Linked DNA regions of Mus musculus: regions 1, 2 and 4 are each linked to region 3. A link is a contact called in public HiCAR-type and promoter capture Hi-C data. All regions are on one chromosome and are shown on one strand. Each heading gives the region's core, a stretch centred on a gene start, on an enhancer-like site or on the middle of the called end of the contact. The rest is flanking DNA. Distances are from core to core; before and after follow the strand shown. Region 1 holds the start of Arih1 (ariadne RBR E3 ubiquitin protein ligase 1). Region 2 holds the start of Stra6 (stimulated by retinoic acid gene 6). Region 3 holds the start of Hcn4 (hyperpolarization-activated, cyclic nucleotide-gated K+ 4). Region 4 holds the start of Celf6 (CUGBP, Elav-like family member 6).

The links. Promoter capture Hi-C pulls out the DNA fragments that hold promoters and counts their contacts. HiCAR-type assays count read pairs that join an accessible place to other places.
Region 1: a contact with region 3 is called in a HiCAR-type map of astrocytes, with 2.7 times the contacts expected there. The contact joins the promoter of Arih1 here to the promoter of Hcn4 in region 3. A contact is called at or near these places in 2 of 39 promoter capture datasets (liver and stem cell-derived epiblast-like cells) and 1 of 115 datasets of contacts at active chromatin or transcription factors (astrocytes).
Region 2: a promoter capture Hi-C map of embryonic stem cells shows a contact between it and region 3, with 2.6 times the contacts expected there. The contact joins the promoter of Stra6 here to the promoter of Hcn4 in region 3. A contact is called at or near these places in 1 of 39 promoter capture datasets (embryonic stem cells) and 1 of 9 other capture datasets (liver).
Region 4: a promoter capture Hi-C map of frontonasal cranial neural crest shows a contact between it and region 3, with 2.6 times the contacts expected there. The contact joins the promoter of Celf6 here to the promoter of Hcn4 in region 3. A contact is called at or near these places in 2 of 39 promoter capture datasets (cranial neural crest and frontonasal cranial neural crest), 1 of 115 datasets of contacts at active chromatin or transcription factors (astrocytes) and 3 of 9 other capture datasets (embryonic stem cells, embryonic tail and embryonic trunk).

Annotation. Positions count from the first base shown.
Region 1 is chr9:59,485,062-59,487,806 of GRCm38.p6, forward strand. Arih1 (ariadne RBR E3 ubiquitin protein ligase 1) reads right to left here and starts at 1,313. Exons shown (of 14, transcript NM_019927.2): 1 at 918-1,313. The coding sequence starts at 1,286.
Region 2 is chr9:58,132,393-58,135,360 of GRCm38.p6, forward strand. It overlaps Stra6 (stimulated by retinoic acid gene 6), which reads left to right and starts at 1,683. Exons shown (of 19, transcript NM_001162476.1): 1 at 1,683-2,056; 2 at 2,682-2,810. The coding sequence starts at 2,698.
Region 3 is chr9:58,821,683-58,824,552 of GRCm38.p6, forward strand. Hcn4 (hyperpolarization-activated, cyclic nucleotide-gated K+ 4) reads left to right here and starts at 1,267. Exons shown (of 8, transcript NM_001081192.3): 1 at 1,267-2,614. The coding sequence starts at 1,830. It also overlaps a transcript of Rec114 not described here.
Region 4 is chr9:59,576,930-59,579,826 of GRCm38.p6, forward strand. It overlaps Celf6 (CUGBP, Elav-like family member 6), which reads left to right and starts at 1,408. Exons shown (of 12, transcript NM_175235.3): 1 at 1,408-1,710. The coding sequence starts at 1,449.

The DNA.
Region 1 (2,745 bases), core at 63-2,562, 660 kb after region 3:
CTTTCCAATCATATCCCATTTGTAACAACTTTTCCCCCAAACAAATGTAAATTTATTTCCTAAAGCTCAAAAATACAAAATCGGGATGTATATAGCGTTAAATAGGATGCAGTTTCTGGTCTGAAGCAAGTTTAACTTCTATGCACGAAACAGAAACCTTCAGAGAATAGAGTCCAGAAGCCGGAATGCCTCTACTTTCTAATTCACAATAGAGTTTTGTCCAATTAGACAACACTGTGTTTTATTGTTGCCGAAGCTGCAAGGGTGGGTAGGGGATCTGCAATAACTATTCCAACAGCTTCCATCAAGTTACTTGCTACCAATGGAAGAAGTAGCAGTTAGGTCCCAAAGAAAACATACTCCTCCCACTCCCCCAAAAATGTAGGCATAAGCCTCACCATCAGAAAATAAGGTCCATCAGCACCTCTTCCGAGAAATAGTTCCCTTCCCCCACCTTTAAGTAGCCACTTAGGACTGCCAAGGAGATCCATTTCTTTATTAGCCGGTGCCCACTTGGAGCAATCATACACTAAAGCTGCTCTGAAGGGCCTGCCCTAATCCCATCTGAAACTGCTCAAAAGACTCAAGGGCTAGGGATAAACCTTGAGAAAAGGGCCGGGTTCTTTCTGACACCTCTTTCACACTCACCACCTCACCCGCCTCTAGCCCGCCCCGGTATCCCATCCTCCGGCCGTAGTCATGCAGGAACTGCCGGCCATAGCCGCTCAGGCAGCCCCAGGCCTCCGCCATGCCAGGACTCCGGGAAGCACCGCCCAAGCGCACCTCCCGACCGGCCGGCAGGGCACACAGGCCCGTGACGAGCCAGGCCCTGGCCTGCTCTTCGGCGCCGCACAGGCCGCCTTGGGTCCGCTCCCTAAGCCGGCTCCGGGGCCAGATGGCGTGGCGGGGCCCCTCACCTGGATGACCTCGTTGACCTCCCGGATACATTCCACCATGTGCTGCAGGATCTGTTCGGCCGTGAGCACCTCGTAGCGGTAATCCTCCTCCTGCTCGTGTCCCGGGCCGCCGCCGCCACCGCCACCGCCGCCGCCGCCTCCCGGACCCAGAGCGCTGCCGCCGCCACCGCCAGTCTCCCCGCACAGCAGTCCGTCTCGCTCCCCGCCGACGCCCAGCCCGGGCTCCACCAGCTCCACCTCGCCCAGATCCAGGTTATCATCGTCCGGCTCGTCCTCGTCGTCGTCCTCCTCCTCCTCGGCGCCGCTGTCCTCCTCGCTGCACTCCTCGTCCTCGTCGAACTCGTAGTTGTAGCCCTCGTCCGAGTCCATGGCGCGACGCGCGCGGGCCCGGCAGACGCTGGCCGCGGCGCGGAGAGGGCGGGGACGCCGAGGCCCCGGCTCTCGCTCCGGCTCCGGCTGCCGTCCGGACGCAGGCCTGGTTCCGGCCCCGTGGGCCGCGGCTGCTCCCCGCGTGCGGCGGTTGGAGGCGGGCGGTGGCGGCGGCGGGGAGGGCGCGGAGCAGGGCGGGAGGGAGCGCGGGGGCCGCTTGCTGCCGGCCTCAGTCAGACGCCGCTCCGCTCCGGGCTCGGACGGAAAACAGTCCCCTGCGCCACCTCCGCGGCCGCTGCTACCGCTACTGAGCCAACAAAGGGGCGTGCGTCACCGCGCCGCGCTACGTCATCGCGTCGGTCCGCTGCACGTCACCGCGCCACGCCCCTTGGCCCCTGCGTAGTATTTGGGGAGACCCCACGGCCGAGCCTGAGCAGGACGGGAGCGCGGCGGCGCGGCGGTGGCCCGGAGACACTGGGAAGCTGTGGCTCCTTGACGTGAGGAGGCTGGGGCCTTCCGGTCGTGGGGAGGAGTCTGGGGAGCGCCCAAGCGGAGGTTTTCTCCGAGGACCTTTCTCGCTTCCGGGCCTCACAGGCACATCTGACACGCCCTGGCTAGTTCCGGGAAGCCGGTAGCTGTGCTGCTAAAATTCCGGTTGCCCGAGTTACTGCCTGGAAGGTAGTAGTACGCGGAACCTCCAAGTTGGGTGACAGGTAGTTGGAGTGTTGCTGTCCACTCGTGGCTCTACAGCGGTTCTTGGGTCCCCCTGATGTGACGTCATAGTAAAGACTCAGTTCCTGAACTCATCTTGACAAGCACTTCTTGAGGGTCCGGAACAATGTGACAGTCCTGTTCCTCAATTAAGGCCATCAATTCCTCAATCACTAAGGGCCTTCCATAGATTAGTGCTCATTACCACAGAGTCCTAGTACCCAGATTATAGCGGAGGCACCCGAGACTCTAAAAATAAAAGTGTATATACCTTGTGGTGGCATACACCTGTCCAGCATGCACAAAGGCCCCAATTTCAGTCCCCAGCAATGGAGCAGAGAGGTTTTCTGATACATAATAAATCTTACATTTTATGTAAATTACAGTGATAATTCCAGGAAACAGTGCAGGCAAACCACATCTACAAAGACCAAGAGAGACTGCTTATCTGGAAATAGTGCAGAAGTGAGCTGGGTTGATGGATGGCTATTTCAACAGAGGAGGAGAGGAAGATGGCCTTGGGTCAAAACAGAAGGTTCACAATAGTTACAAGGCTGAAGTTTAAAACTCAATCAGTAAATGGGAAGTATTGGGCAAATTAGTTAGAGGTCATGACAAAGCACTTAATGCCTTTCCAAGACTGGGTTTATCTTGTTTTGTTTGCTTTAGACTTAATACCTTGAAAATAGGACACCAGAGCCAGGAAAGTGTTTTGAAGGAAGTAGAGGCTTAAGAGACCTCCCTCTTC
Region 2 (2,968 bases), core at 433-2,932, 690 kb before region 3:
GGTTCACCTTTGAGTGGACAGAGGTTCCTTCTGGTAGCCTGATAGGGTCCCTTCCTCCCTCCCTTCAGGATTAGGCTGCATATAGCTGGCTCTGCATTGCCCATCTCTCCTTTCCTCCCCTCACTGTATTTTCTCTTCAGCTCTGATGGTTCGTGGTGAACTGTCTCTTTCTACCTCCCTACATGTTAAATCTCAAGGACATCAGTAGGTGACATCAGTAGGTAAGACACAACTATCACATAAGATATTTGGAATGAATGAATGAATGAACAAGGCTTGGGAGGTGGCAGGGAATCCCTCTAAGGCAGAACAAAGTTGACAGGTAGAGGTATCTAACGATTGTCTTGTTCAGGCAATGGCCATAGTCTAGGACTGAGCTCTTTGTTAACAGTATCATGAGAGGCAGGGCTGAGATATGGATTGATTGCTCTCTATGCTGAGTGTCTGTGACCCTTGAGAGGTGAAGGGTATGCTAGGCTCTGGCATTGGAGCAGAGAGCTCCAGCAAGCCTGGCACGTAGCAGCCTTATGACATAGGACCATGAGTGAAGAAGAAGCACTAAAACAAGAAGTGGTTTTGCCAGACTGGATCTAAAATCTCTGTGATCTCGGAGCCAGGCACTGTCCTAAGGGAAAGAAAGAGAGCAGGGAAGGTAGATCCCTGTCCCCAGAGAGCCTGAGGGGCAGGATTTGCCTGACCCCTGATATCAGACAGTTCAGCGTAGGTTTCTGAGTTGTATCCGAGAAAGCTCCATCTTCACAATTCCTCTGTGGGATGGGGAGAAAGGCAGAGCCTTCTTCCTGGAAGATAGGATGTTTGGGAAGGAGGCAGCAAGGGTTCACAGGACTCAGGCCCCACCTGGCCTCATGGGCCTGGCTGCCAGCTGCAGGGGCCTGTGAGACTGAGGTTCTGTCCACTCTGAACGTTCACCCCGGAGCTTCCTTCTACAGTGAACAAGCAAGCTCCTCTCTGCTATCTGGGCCTGGGGACCAGCTGGTGTCCTTTGGAGCTCCACCCAAAGGTGACTTTCCTCAGGAATTCTCCTTCCTCCCACTGCTCTTTTGCAAACACAGTTCCCAATGGGACTGGTCAGGACAATCTTCCCCCTGCAAATCCCAGGCTCTGGAGGCTATATATGTTGGTAGGCTAGACCTCTGAACTGTGCTTTCTCTAGTCTCAGCATCCAGAGCAGTCCTAGAACATAGTAGGTGGTCAGTAAGCTTCTGTTGAAAGAATAAATGAATGAGTGTGTTTTTATAAGGAAGAGGGGGCTGTCAGATGGCTCTGTGGGTAAAGGTGTTTGCCACCGGGGACCAGTGACCAGTATTCTGTCCTCCCCAGAACCCACATGATGGAGAGAGGGGGTCAATTGCTATAAGCTGTCTTCTGCCATGGCATGTGTTGATCCCCCCTCCCCAACTACCCACCCACAAAATAAATAAATGCAATAAAAATGCTTTTAAAGCTTATCTGTACAAGACCGTGGCCCAAATCCCCTGCGGAGTACTGAAGGATTGAGAGCCTCAGAATGTCAGGTCTGAGCTGAGAACAGCTCTCTGCTTTGTCTGCCTCTTGCTCCTCCCCACAGGCTGGGCCAGGGAAGGGAGGGGGCAGCCAGGGGTCCAGCTCCTCTGGGAGGATAGGAAAACCCTCACCCCTTCACCGGGGCTGGAACAAGAACAGCGGCAGGCAGGCGAAGTTCATCTTCTCCCAGGTCTGGTTTGAGTTTGAAGGACTCATTTCCGCCTGTGGGGGTGAGTTATCTTCTTGTGAAATCAAGTCGTAAGAACAAAAAGGTTTTACTAGTGTAACACGTGTGCTCTCCCTCATATATACTCAGGAGACCATGTGGATAGGTTCCCTCCCTGTCTCTGTAGCCAGCCCCAGTAGGGTGTTGCCCTAAGATGCCACGATGCTGGGTTCTGAAGAGGGGCTATGCTTAGGCAGGAGAGCTTGGGGCAGGTGCTAGGAGGTAGGCATGTGCACGGTCAGCAGCCATCCATCTTCGGGGTCTCATCAAGAATTATGGTGTGTTCCCAGCAGTGAGGCTGAAGAGGTAAAGGGGCTGACTAAAGGCAAATGAGACTGGGGGATGGTCTCAAGGGAGCCTTGGTGAAGAGGGGAGGGCTTGGGCTGGACCCCAGAGCAGGAGGGGTGGAGAGACCAGCTGCAGGACAGACCAAGTGGAGCCAGCCACAGCCCGCCCGCCCACCCTTTCATCTCTGCGGCTCCTTCCTCCTTGGTCCCCCTTTCTACTCTGTCTGTGGGTCCATCTGGGTGGGCTTGGGGCGGGGAAGGAAGGGGTCTCTGCGGGCAGTTTGCACAAGAGAGATCTTTGAAAGTGGACCAGCTGGTAACAGGTCATTTGGTCCACTAGGCGCTCCCAGCAAGAGCCTGAACCCCCAGGGGTGCAGAACACTCTGTCAGACCACACGATTGGGTAGGGAAGTTCAAGAGAAGACTCCTGTCTGCCCCCACGCAATCCCCCCCCCCAATCCCTCCTCCAGCTCTCTCCTGACCTGCAGTCCCAGACGACTTTTCCCAGAGAGCTAAAAGCAAGAAAGTAACCTTTAGGATTAACAAGAAATGTTCCTTTGTTTCTTCTTCTTCTTTTTTTTTTTTTTCCTTTTAAGCCTCTTTTCACATTTGTATGCCCCTCCCCCCTCTTGTCTGGGGTCAAGGAAGAAGAGCTGGAGCATGGAGTCCCAGGCATCTGAGAATGGAAGCCAGACCTCCTCCGGGGTGACAGATGACTACAGCAGCTGGTACATCGAGGAACCTCTAGGAGCTGAGGAGGTGCAGCCAGAGGGGTAAGTGTGGCAATTGGCTCAGGCAGCCGTCAGAGCCGGTTTATGGTAGAGAGGTTGCCAAGATGGAGGCAGCGAGACCCTGGGCGAGTGTCTAAGATTGGCTTTGCCATTTATCTGCTGTGTGACCTCTCAGCGACTCACAGCCTCTCTGGGCCTCA
Region 3 (2,870 bases), core at 17-2,516:
TAGAGCAGAAAAGGCCCACCACCCAAACCCTGCTGCCTTCCAAATCCCTACTCGGGATGTGTGTGTGGACACAAGCGGGCTAAGATTTCAAATGTAAACTTCATGCTATTCCTCAGAGTAGAGGACCCCTTTGCCTTCCTGCCCACGGGTCTGTTTCTCTACTGACACAGACTCCAACCTTCTCTGGCCAGTTCTCCCTCTGAACCGCCCCTTCACCTTTTTGTGAGCTAATGTTGGGTGTTGGGCTGTACTAAAGTGTGGATACCTAAGCTATACCTTAGGCTTGGGATTTGCCCTTAAATCGAGAATGTAATACAGGGAGCGAGAAGACGCCCAGGTGCATTAAGAGAGGGATCAAATGGGGGCTGGGGCGGTTAAAGAGTGTGTCTGGGTGGAGATGGAAGCCTCTAACGCTGGTGCACACAGATGTCTCGACTGAATGGAAGCACAAGGCGAGGGAGTCAAAGCCTTCCCCAGAGTGTCAGGTCGCCAGAGGAGCCTGCCCATAGCCTTCTGGAAGCAGCCCGTTGGTCTTGGGAACCCCACATCGAATTGCTCCGGGAAAGGCGCTGGGGAGTGGGTGGTGGGAAGTCCGGCGCTGGGATCCCGCATCTGTGACTGCTACTGTCGGCGCATTTCTTCGAAGTCTTACCTCGCAGAAGTGGGTCCACCCGCGCGCCCAGTGAGCGCCTGGAGAGTTTCCCGCAAGCCCTCCTCGCCGCGCCGGGGAAGACCCACGCGGGATTCGCCCCCCGCCCCTGGCTCAGGAAAACCCTGGGAGCCGCCCGGACTCGAAGCGTTTTCCGGAAACCCCCTCTCCAGGCGAGTTGCGGGAAAGCAGCCGCTCCGCAGCCTTACGACCGGCACGCCTCCCCGGAGGAGGGTCGGAGACCCTAGCGTGGAGACAGCGGGCTAGGCAAGGAAAGCCCGAAGCTCGCGGGAGAGACTGGGAAACCCCGCCCCCAAATCTTGAGCCCCAGCGGGAGCTCTCAGTCCGTGGCCAGCAGGAATCATTACGCGCACAGGAGTAAGGACACCTCCTACCTCAGTCCCTAAGGTCTGGCGAGGTTCCGCCCTGCGCCCCTCGCGGGGCCCGGCCCCCTCCGCCCCCCTCTATGTCTGGGCTGGGACGCCGCTGCCCCTTTAAGAAGCCCAGGTAGGCAGGCCGGGCTGCAGAAGCCGCTCCTATGGCAACCCGCGAGCTGCGGCGGCTTCATGAATATTCCGGGGCGCGGGAGCCCGAGCGCTGCCGGAGGGCGCTCCGGGAGAGGCGGAGGCTGATGTAAGCCCGGCGGGCCGCTGGGCTCCGCTCCGCTGCGGCGGGAGTCCCCAGGACTCGGCCGGCTGGGCTCAGCTAGAGGAGGCAAAGCGAGAACCCGGGTGACCAGCTGCAAAGCCCGGGCGGTCACACGCGCTGACAGCCCCAGACACCCGCCGGACGCACTCCCGGGAACCGCGCGGGCAGTGCGCTCTGCGCTCGGGAGCGGTTCCCGGAGCGCGGTGGCCGCAGCGCCGCCGCTGCCCGCGCCCATTGTTCCCCGCGGGGGCGGGGCGCCTGGAGCCGGGCCGCGCGCCGCGCCCCTGATCGCAGGAGGGAGGGAAAAGAGGGAGGGAGCGTGGGGTCCCCGCGCCCAAGCCGGGCCCGGGAGGAGGTGCAGCGCGGCGAACCCGGGGACCTGCAGCCGGACTAGGAGCCTCCCCTCGGCGCGCAGCCCGCGCGATCATGGGCTCGTGAGGCAGCGAAGGACGCGTCCTCACTGGCAGGCGCACCTGGAGCGGGTCCCCCGTGCCGCACCCGCACCGCTGCCCCCGGCCCAATCCCTGGCACCATGGACAAGCTGCCGCCGTCCATGCGCAAGCGGCTCTACAGCCTTCCGCAGCAGGTGGGGGCCAAGGCGTGGATCATGGACGAGGAAGAGGATGGTGAGGAAGAAGGGGCCGGGGGCCGCCAGGACCCCAGCCGAAGGAGCATCCGGCTGCGGCCGCTGCCCTCGCCCTCTCCCTCGGTGGCTGCGGGCTGCTCGGAGTCCCGGGGTGCGGCCCTCGGGGCGACAGAGAGCGAGGGGCCGGGCCGCAGCGCCGGCAAGTCCAGCACCAACGGTGACTGCAGGCGCTTCCGCGGGAGTCTGGCCTCGCTGGGCAGCCGGGGCGGCGGCAGTGGTGGAGCAGGGGGCGGCAGCAGTCTCGGGCACCTGCATGACTCCGCGGAGGAACGGCGGCTCATCGCCGCTGAGGGCGATGCGTCCCCCGGCGAGGACAGGACGCCCCCGGGCCTGGCGACCGAACCCGAGCGCCCGGCCACCGCGGCACAACCCGCAGCCTCGCCGCCGCCCCAGCAGCCGCCGCAGCCGGCCTCTGCCTCCTGCGAGCAGCCCTCGGCGGACACCGCTATCAAAGTGGAGGGAGGCGCGGCCGCCAGCGACCAGATCCTCCCCGAGGCCGAGGTGCGCCTGGGCCAGAGCGGCTTCATGCAGCGCCAGTTCGGTGCCATGCTGCAACCTGGGGTCAACAAATTCTCCCTAAGGATGTTCGGCAGCCAGAAAGCGGTGGAGCGCGAGCAGGAGAGGGTTAAGTCAGCAGGGTTTTGGATTATCCACCCCTACAGTGACTTCAGGTAAGAGGCCAGGTTGGGGATGCCAGTGGATGCCTTGTGTAGTTGCAGGCTCTCTTCCCAGTCCAGCCTCCCAGCCCGAGTTAACTTTACTTCCTTGCGCTGGGAGCTCCAAGAGAAGTGGGATGCCTGGAGCGTCCCAGAAACCCCCGGACCTCCTGCAGTACACTGGGAACTTCCTCAGTCTTCAGGCTCCTGTTTTCTCTCCTCCAGGGTCTGGGCCACTTTGGAGGCAAGCTCAAAGGTGTTCTGAGTTTGG
Region 4 (2,897 bases), core at 158-2,657, 760 kb after region 3:
GGCATACATGTGCTGCACATACATATATATTCATGCATGCAGGCAAAACTTAAACACAAAATAATAAAAAATATAAATTTGTTTCTGTGATGTGTGTATGTGTGTATGGTGTGATTTGTGTGTGGGGTGTGTGTGATGCATATGTGATGTGTGTGTGTGATGTGTATGCATGTGTGTATTTGTATGAGTAGGGGCAGAAACATGAGTCATGGCAAGCTTGTTGAGATCAGGAGTGGCTTTTTCATTCCAAATTGTTGAGGCTCCCTCTTGTTTCTGTCCCTCTGCTAGCTGGCCCTTGTGACTCTCCTGTTTTTTTTTTTCCTCTTGTTGCCACGGAAGTACTAGGATTACAGATGCGAAGCTCTGCTCCTGGCTTTTCCACGCAGGTTCTGGGTATCCAACTCAGGTCATCGAGCTTGTTTATTAAGAGCCTTTATATGCTTAGCCATGTCGCCAATCCTTCATCTTTATGAATGTGCGCTTGTGAAAGAGGGAATGGGGAGGTAAACACTCAAGCGCTGTGATTTGTCCGATAGCTTTTAAGATATTAACACACGCGATGTATCAATTTCCGTTTCTTCTTTTGCCTTACGCCCTAACTTCTTTGACCCACAGCATCCTTTTCAGGAAAAGAAGATAACACTCCTGAGTCACAGAATAGGGAGGAACCAGGCAGAAGCTCTGAGTAAATATGATAATATAAGTTCTTTCGCTCTCCTGAGGAAGAAATCAGTGCTTGGGGCTTATTTTAGAATACAAGAGACGAGAGTGTGTTTGAGTCTCAGGAGCAAAGAGAGGTTGAAGATATAGGAGAGGTGTGCGATGGAGCCTAGAAGGATGCGCTCCGCAAGACTGGCTTCGGTAGTAGGGATAGAGAGGTGGAAACCCTATCTGACCCACAGAAAACGGTCCGGCTGTTGGAGGTGTGTAGGGAGAGATCATCTCCGACTCCAGCAGACAGCGCCACGCATGACGAAGCTACTTCCCATCCACTGCCACGCCCGCACACCCTCCACACACAGGGCAGCTGAGGGTCCGGTTGCCATGGAGAGCTGGAGCGCGTGAGCCCAGCCGCCCTTCTCGCCCCGCGCTCCAGCTCAGCCAACTCCTTCTCTGATTGGCCACCGCTATCTCATTATGCAAATCACTTGCGTAGACGCTCCCTGCTAGCTGTCTGACGTCACTAAGCTCGGGGGCTGGGGCTCGGGGCTGGGCTTGGCGCGCCAGGGAGAGCTCTGAGGGGGACTCCAGCCGGACTCAGGCGCCCCGCCCTCGACCACGCCCATTTTCAGTCCGCCCCGCCCCTCGCTCTCGGCTGGGCCCCGCCCCCTGGGCAGCCCCCCGTCCTCGTAGGCGGGCCCCGCCCCCTCCCCCAGGCCCTCGCCAGCAGTCCAGGGAAGGGACGGCGGGACAGGCGGGACGCTCGGGAGGGCGGACGGGGCGGGGACATGGCCGCGGCGCCTGGAGGGTCTGCGCCGCCCGCCGGCCCCAGCCCGCGCTTGGCTTTCAGCACCGCGGACAGCGGCGGCGGCATGAGCGGGCTGAACCCAGGTCCCGCGGTGCCCATGAAGGACCACGACGCCATCAAGCTCTTCGTGGGGCAGATCCCGCGGGGCTTGGACGAGCAGGACCTCAAGCCGCTGTTCGAGGAGTTCGGCCGCATCTACGAGCTGACGGTGCTGAAGGACCGGCTCACCGGCCTCCACAAAGGTGCGCGGGGTCAGCCCAGCCCAGCCCAGCCCAGCCCCAATCCAATTAGAGCGCAGCCCAACCCAACTCCGGCCCCAAACGCAGGCCCAACCCCAGCCCTACTAGAACCTTTCCCGACTCCAGTTCAGGACCTGCCCCACCTCAGTTCTGTTCCCTCCCCAGGCCACAGAGCCCCAGAGCCAGAATTGTCTCTGTGGCATCCTTCTGACTTCACTCTGGTTCCCTAACACGTTCTTCACTCTAACCTCCAAATCCCTTGTCACTTCTCACATCCCAGTCATCCCCACCTCCCTGCTTAATCTCTCCACCATCCCTTCCACCAGACACCCCAAACCCTGGAATTTGGAAACTTATTCTACCTTCCAGCTCTGGAGCCCCCGATCTCCTGACCCCTGGACCCATGGTTTTCCTGAGCACTTTCTCTCTCTGGTGCCACCCTATTCAGGCCTCACCGCACACACATCTTGGATTTGCACTCCTCCTGGCCTCCAACAACAAACCAACCCCTAGGGCCTCCATTTGACTTTTGGGTCTGACAGCCTTAAATACCCCATACCCAAATTCTCCTCTTTAGAATTCAGACCTAATATATACAGTCCAATTCACCCCACCCCCAGGAGGCTCTCAGAGATAAATGCCTTCTCACATTTGACAATAACCCAATATTCCATACATTTTTCCAGAACCCAATGCTCTTTACCTCTTCTGATTTGAATCCAGAATCCTAACCTCAGCTGGGAACATACACCTGCCTGTGTACCCTTCCTCTTTGGTTTTCCCCTGTGTGAATACACTCCCCCACCCCCTCTAATCCCCACTCCTGTGCATCTCTGCTTCCTCTCAATCCTCTTGATGGCTTCCTGTTTTCCTTTCTTTGCCAGCTGGTCCCAGACCAGCGCACTCTCAGGGTGGATCAATCTAAGTGAGGAAGATGGGGATGGGGGGCTCTTCTCATTGCCCTTCCTAGGAAGACAGAGGCACCATGGTCCTCTCCAGCCACACCCCTTTCTTCCTGTAGAGAAGGGAGGAGACTTGTTTACACGCAGAAAAGTCTGTCCAGGCTGAGCTGGAATAACAGAGCCAGAATCATATCATGATTATTTGAGGAGACACATCTTCATTTTCCCACTGGGAAATAATGCGGTTTCGGGATTTTTGTGGGGGAAGGGTGACCAATTACCCTCCAT